Linked DNA regions of Mus musculus: region 2 is linked to region 1. A link is a contact called in public HiChIP or PLAC-seq data. All regions are on one chromosome and are shown on one strand. The core of a region is the stretch at or near the end of the contact, and the rest is flanking DNA. Distances in the headings are between cores, read along the strand shown. Region 1 holds the start of 4921507P07Rik (RIKEN cDNA 4921507P07 gene). Region 2 holds the start of C530044C16Rik (RIKEN cDNA C530044C16 gene).

Evidence for each region. HiChIP or PLAC-seq counts read pairs in DNA pulled down with a chosen protein or histone mark.
Region 2: a contact with region 1 is called in a FOXA1 HiChIP or PLAC-seq map of pancreatic cancer cells. The contact joins the promoter of C530044C16Rik here to the promoter of 4921507P07Rik in region 1. A contact is called at or near these places in 6 of 39 promoter capture datasets (the 3T3-L1 cell line, 3T3-L1-derived adipocytes, cranial neural crest and 2 more), 1 of 484 Hi-C or Micro-C datasets (cortical neurons) and 1 of 115 datasets of contacts at active chromatin or transcription factors (pancreatic cancer cells).

What each region holds. Positions count from the first base shown.
Region 1 is chr6:50,595,102-50,598,306 of GRCm38.p6, reverse strand. 4921507P07Rik (RIKEN cDNA 4921507P07 gene) reads left to right here and starts at 1,717. Exons shown (of 10, transcript NM_027564.3): 1 at 1,717-1,864; 2 at 2,354-2,509. The coding sequence starts at 2,376.
Region 2 is chr6:50,774,493-50,777,697 of GRCm38.p6, reverse strand. It overlaps C530044C16Rik (RIKEN cDNA C530044C16 gene), which reads right to left and starts at 1,583. Exons shown (of 5, transcript NR_045984.1): 1 at 1,549-1,583; 2 at 1,295-1,429.

The DNA.
Region 1 (3,205 bases), core at 468-2,967:
GCTGTAATCCCATGAGGGTCTTTATTCAAGCTCAAGCTCGGGCCACCAACCTTCCTGATGGAACAGGAAGGAGAGTAAACCCCCAGGTCTAAGCAAAGGGGGGTTATAAAGAAAAAAAACCGCAAGCGGGGTCTCCAAGCCTTGGCATTACACGAGGGGTAAAGGAATGCTGTCCTTCAAACCTGATAGCATTGGTTCAGACAGTGGGGCAGAGCCGCGCAGCTGGAAAGGGACCTTTGTGATCTGGGAAAAGAAACTTGTGCTATCAGAAGTTGGTGTATTTCTACAAACGTCACAGCTGTCTGGGGACACTTAATTGTCTCTTTTCCATAGTCCCAGAGTGGGCTTTTATCATTTCAAGGATATTAGCCTCTGCTTCCTTCAAGGGCAGGACCCTTCTGCACAGGAGAAATGTTGGTTGTTAATCAAAAGGGGGTGTGCATTTCAGTGATGTGGAGGCTAGACTATGCTGCTTTTCGTCTGTTCCCAAGGCTGGAATTTGCCCCCCTCCCCCCGCCCGAGAGTCATCAGGGGGAGGGAGTGTTAACTGTTCTGGCTCCTCGAAGAGTCAGGAGAGTGTAAGATCTGATATGCAGGTTTCCCTTGTCTCTTAATTGGAAATAATAAATTCAAAAGACCTTTGTAAACCAAGCAGTTTTTAATATTCAATTCTGCAGAAAGCAACATAAGCACTGAGAAAAGCCAAACACTGCTGCTGTACTGATTTGAAGAAAGATGATGGCTTTTCCCCTGATACCATGAAAGTCCAGCTCCCTTCCTGTAGGCCAGGGCTTGCACCCTTCCCAAATTCTTCATCCTGTTGGTTTATGGCAAGAGCTTTATCCATAATTTAGGACTTGAGAGTGTCCCTTTCTCTGATATAGTGTTCAATAGGCTACCAGTAGATCTCCAACTCTTCTGAGCTGTGAGAAGCTGGGTGAACCACCAGCTAGTAGAAAAGATACCTCCTTGCCTTGGGCTTTTCTGTAACTCTGACGAACTTAAGAGCACATCACACTGCAAACTGTAACAATCTGTTTTTTTTTGTTGTTGTTGTTTTTTGTTTTTTTTTTTTTACACAAAGATCTTCTCTCTCTCCTTCCCAGGACCAGAGCTTTTGTTTCCCTCACACCTTGAGAAAGCATGCTCACCCACCCAACTTAGGGCAACTGTAGATCAGATAGTCTGCCAAGCCAGCGCCGCCAGAGGGCGCCTGAGGTCAGCCTATGGCGGGGCGTGAGGCAGCGGAGCCGGAGCGGGGCCTAGGACTGGACTGGTGCCCTCAGGAGGTGGGGCGAGGGAGGGAAGAGGTGGGACTTGGGTAGAAGGGCGGGACCAGGCCTGAAGGAAAAAGGCCCCAGGGACCGCGAAGAGAGGCGGGTGGGCGGGGCCTGAGAAGGGGGCGGGGCGCAGGGGCGGGGCCGAGTCTGTAGTTGAGCGCCTCTGGCACATGCAGGAGTTTAAAGGCGCTAAGACTCCGGGGCCAGGCATGAGGTTGAAGCGGAAACGCGGCGGTTCCACCTTTCCCCTAGCCACAAAGCCCTCTTTCCTCACTTCCGGCTTCTCTTCCAATTCTGGTGGTCTAAGATCCTCTGAAGGGCTCCCCGCCACACGTCGGCCAGCGCCCCACCCTCAGGATGTGTTACCTAGTGCGCGGTCACCGCCGCCGTCACAGGCAGCCTCAACCCCGCCCCGGCCTGCCCGCAGCCCTCTGGCCTTCTTCCCCCGCACCTGCCCGCACGCTCCCGGGGCCCGCAGGTGCGGAAGACCACGAAATTCCACGCCCCGCGGAGAGGAGACCCACCAGATCCCGAGACAAGAAAGGGAGACGCGGTCGGGCAGCGCTCCGGGGCAGATGTGTCAGGTGCGTGCGACCCCTGGCTGCACGGCTTCTAGGGACCGGAGTCCTCCGAAGGGACGGGCTTCTCTCCAGCGCTCTGGGGAACCCAATGTCCCCCATGAGGACAGAGGTGCGCACCACCCAGTTTAACTGCCTGAGAAACAGAATTGCAGAGCCTTGAGAGGAAGGGCTCTTGACCTGTTAATGACGAGTCTCCCTGCTTAGAAAGGCCCCCGCGCTAGAAGTTACCTGATTGTTCTTGAATATTGTTACATTTGAGGTGAGACATGAATTGTTTCACAATGTGTTCATCTTCCACTCTGCAGGTTTGCTTCAGTTTATCTCCACAGGTTTGACAGCATCCACAGACCCTCACAGCCAGTAAGAAAATAAGCCTCTGGTTTTTGTGCATCGATGAGTTGAATTTTGCCAGCAGAAACTGTTTCCTGTCCGGTCTAACCAAGGCAGTTTACAAGTCCAAATTTTCATTTTTATCTATTTACTTATCTCCAGACTAACATTTTAGGCAAGAAGCATGGAGGTAATTCACGGCAGGCCCCACTGCTGCAGGAACCTTGAAGGAGCTGACATTCTGTCAAACACCTTTTACTCTAACGGACTGCACACCCCGTACGAAACAACTATTCGGCCAACTGCTTCACAAGCCAGGTAAAACAAAAGTTAGAAAAACGCAGGAGAAAGATGTCGTTGCATTCGTGACTTTTTCTATAACACACACACACGTGAGCACTCCCATATATCACATGAAGGAGAAGGCAAAGCATGAGTAAACTACATGGTTAATCTGTTAAAACTGGAAAAGGGCTGTAGGCTATAACAAGGGAGGCATATTCTTCCACTGCATTCTACAAGTGTGTGTGTGTGTGTGTGTGTGTGTTTTGCTAGGGACTGAGTCCAGACCATGCCTGCAAGGCAAACACTACCACCAACCTACCTTTCCAGCCCTGTTCTAGAACCCTAGGATGGCCCCTTCCTTCACTTGGAGAGTGTTTTAATAGAGCACTACGGTACTAACAGCCTGCCCACCAACACCTTCTGCCAAGAAAGAATCCCAGAGTTGGTGGCAAACATGATGCTGTGTTTTGTTGTAGACCTTTCGCTCCTCATGACAGCCATGAATAGAGTAGAACTGTTACCCTCTTTCACCTGTGATATATGTAGGGTACAGACACATATTTCGCCAAACTCTGTCTCAGCTACACCCCCAACCCTGTGATTTACTTGATTTTTAGAGGAAGAATAAGGCTCTGTTTCTAAGTACCTTGTGTAGGTGTGTTCTTCTAATTTCACACGGCCAAACCCCTAATAATTCTTTGTAGACGAGGATAGGTAGATAGATGTCTC
Region 2 (3,205 bases), core at 334-2,833, 180 kb before region 1:
ATCATTTTCAAGTGAGTAAAACCCAAAATTTGCTTTTTGCTTTGCAATTCATCTTCTCACCAGCAACTGCCCACTGTAAAGGCTCTCTGAGGCCCATAAAGGGACGGGACCTCAACGTGTGTTTCATGGAATAACTGAATCCTATTAAACTGAGGTTTATTTTCACCTTAGAAGCTCTGATGAATAAAACGGAAGATGGAGCCATTTTCATCCAGTAAAACAAACCTTTACTGGAGAGGGGAGAAAAAGGAGAAAGAAACTAAAATGTCAGTTGCTGATGCGTCATTCACCCGCTGCTCAGTAAATAAACATAACATCTATTAGTTGTCATGGAAACACTTGGCCTGACTCTGAGCCTCAAAGCTCCACAATAAAGAAACCCTGATATTTGAAGCTCGACACAAACAACTCCTTTGGCATTTCTCATGAGCTCACCAGCGAGCATTTTCCTCCGTTGCCTTCCTTCCTGGGACATGAATGCATTTGTTTCGGAGAAAAGAGACAAGTATCTTAGAAACCCATCAAAAACATTTGAATGCAGTACCTTGGCCATCTCTGCTCTCGCCGCTCCTCCCCCCACCTCTCTCTTAACCTCTCTGCCTGAGAAGAATTTAAATGGCTTGTTTAGTCACTGCACATTGTGCTTCCTGTGCTCTGTGCTGCATGAAAGGGATTGATTGAAACATTTATAGTAACCGCGTGGGCAGGAGGAACCAGGTTTTCTGCTCAGCATGGAACACTGTTAGATACATAATAAGCAGCCACAATACAGGCGGTAGAGGAGTATCCCGCCATTGTCTCCTCTTCAGGAAAGAATTTTTCGTTAGTATAGACTTGATGTGCATTCCCAACACTCAGTAAGAGAGTGGCAGCTCAGATGTGTGAACACAGATAAAGGATGCTTAAGCCTCCATCCCCGCCCCCCGCCCCCAAGGTAACTAACTGGTCGCAGAAATACTGCTCAAAAAAGTCAGATGATGTTCCTATAGAGTGTTTTTTTCTTAATTCGTGGAATCTCTAGCACGTCACAAAGCAGGAATGGATGAGTTTAAAGGTTTCAGCTGAGCATCACTGAAGTGTCAGGGTCCCCATTGTTAATAATCAACTGGGAACAAGCCCCACCTCACATCTGAAAGCAAGTGCCACATCTGAAAGCAAATGCTCGAATATTCAGCATTTCTAAAGCCCAGGAGAGTTGACAAGCTGGGCATAAATCAGAGTGATTTAAATTCCCGATTCCCTGGCTTTGTTCTAAGGATGCCCCACACACATTTATCCCTAACATCACACTGACCTGGACCAGAGCTGAGGGCCTGAGTGGATTGCAGCAGCTACAGCCCCAAGTATCAGACAGGAATGGCGGTGTCTGCCTCCCTCCAGGCCTCAGAACAACTCCTTCTGAACACTTTGCGACGTTCCATTAAGTCTTCTGAAATGGGCGGAGGGCAGATTTTATTTATCCCGATATTCTAATGGGCCCTTTTCATCTTTGCATGTAACTATCTCTGGATCTTTTCAGCCCTCATTAATTCATCTCTGGATACTCACAATGCTTTCAGCAGCCCCACGATAAGGAACTAATTGAAGAAGGGACACCGAATGGCTTCTGAATGGATAGGGGTTGGTCTCAGCATCTCAAAATGAACTCAGATGGCCCTTGCATCAGAAAGCCAGAGTCACAGGACCCACTGGGCTTCAGCCATCCTGAACCAGAAATCCCTGGGAGATGGTTCCCAGTAGGGAATCTAGGGAAAACCTTCTTAGTGACTGAAAGGAGAGCCCAGGAATCCGCACTGTGTAGTCACAGGGCCAGGCACATGTAGAGACTACTTAACATTCGCAGCGCTGATTTGAATGTGCCATTTGTTATGTGTGTCTCCAGAGAAAAATAACTGTTCACGTTGTCATTTCCCTATGTTTTATAAGTTACATCTCAGTCAGATTTGTCCCTTGCTTGGCAGTGTTCTCCCTTCCAGGAGCTGGTTTGAAGAGCAGCCTGCCTTGCCTCTTGAGAGCTCTATGGAGGGTGCCAGGATGTCATGATGTCACATCATCAGCAGGAGCTGAGGATCGGGACTCAGATCTCCCCTCCCACACGGCCTTGACTTCATCTCCTTCTACACCGATGAGCTTCCTCATAGCTGGAGTTTTGGACACAAATTATTTGTCACATAGGTTCAACCTCCTGGATTCTCTAATGCTGCTGCATCACGGACAGAGGAAGGGAAAGAATTGGTGCATGCTTTTTGGATGGTTCCGAAACCTTTACAGTGGGGCTAGTGAGATGGCTCAGCAGTTAAAAGCACTGGCTGCTCTTCTAGAGGTCATGAGTTCAATTCCCAGCAACCAGCAACCACATGGTGGCTCACAACCATCTATAGGGGAATCTGATGCCCTCTTCAGGCAGGCAGATATGTATGCTATAGAGCACTCATACATTAAATAAATAAAATTAATGAGAGAGAGAGAGAGAGAGAGAGAGAGAGAGAGAGAGAGAGAGAGCGAGCGAGCTAGCTCCAGGGATTGGCTATAAATTCTCTGGGGCCATCCAGGTATGCAAACACTCCTGTCACCTCTCCATGCAAGAAAAGAGTTTCTTTTCTCTAGAAGTTTCCCTAGCAAATTAAGGAAAAGCAGAGTCAATTTCCATCAGAGCATGAAAGCATGGGAAACCTTTAAGCCATGGTACCATCAGCTAACCTTACCTCACTTCTGAGTGCGGCTTGCTTGGCACTGGCCTGGAACCAATCTAGAACCTTGTCATACGCTCCTGTCTGGATTGGTTGCCTAACATATACTCCATCTCTCAGCAAGGAGTCAAGTTGAATTTGTCCCACTTCCAGGTCTGGCTGGAATGTCAGCCTTCCCTAACATCCTTCCAGAACCCTTGCTGGAGAGGTCTGCGAATTCAGAGGGACTTTGGAGACAGGAGGTCTGACTTAATTTTTTCAGTTGTCACTGACAGGCTTAGGTGACCTTGCACAAGCTAGTTACTGTCCCTGAGCCTCAATGTCTTCTTACTGAACGGAGGTGACCATGTCAATTTCATGAACTGTGACAAGATAAAGACATGAAACACATAGAACAGCCTCCTCTTCGAGTCAGGGGAATACAAAAATCTCTCTACCTCCCGCCCCCCCCTCCCCAGCTCCACCCCAGCCAGCCATGTTTCCGGCCCCTCAGCACAGATTTGTTTCCTGACTCT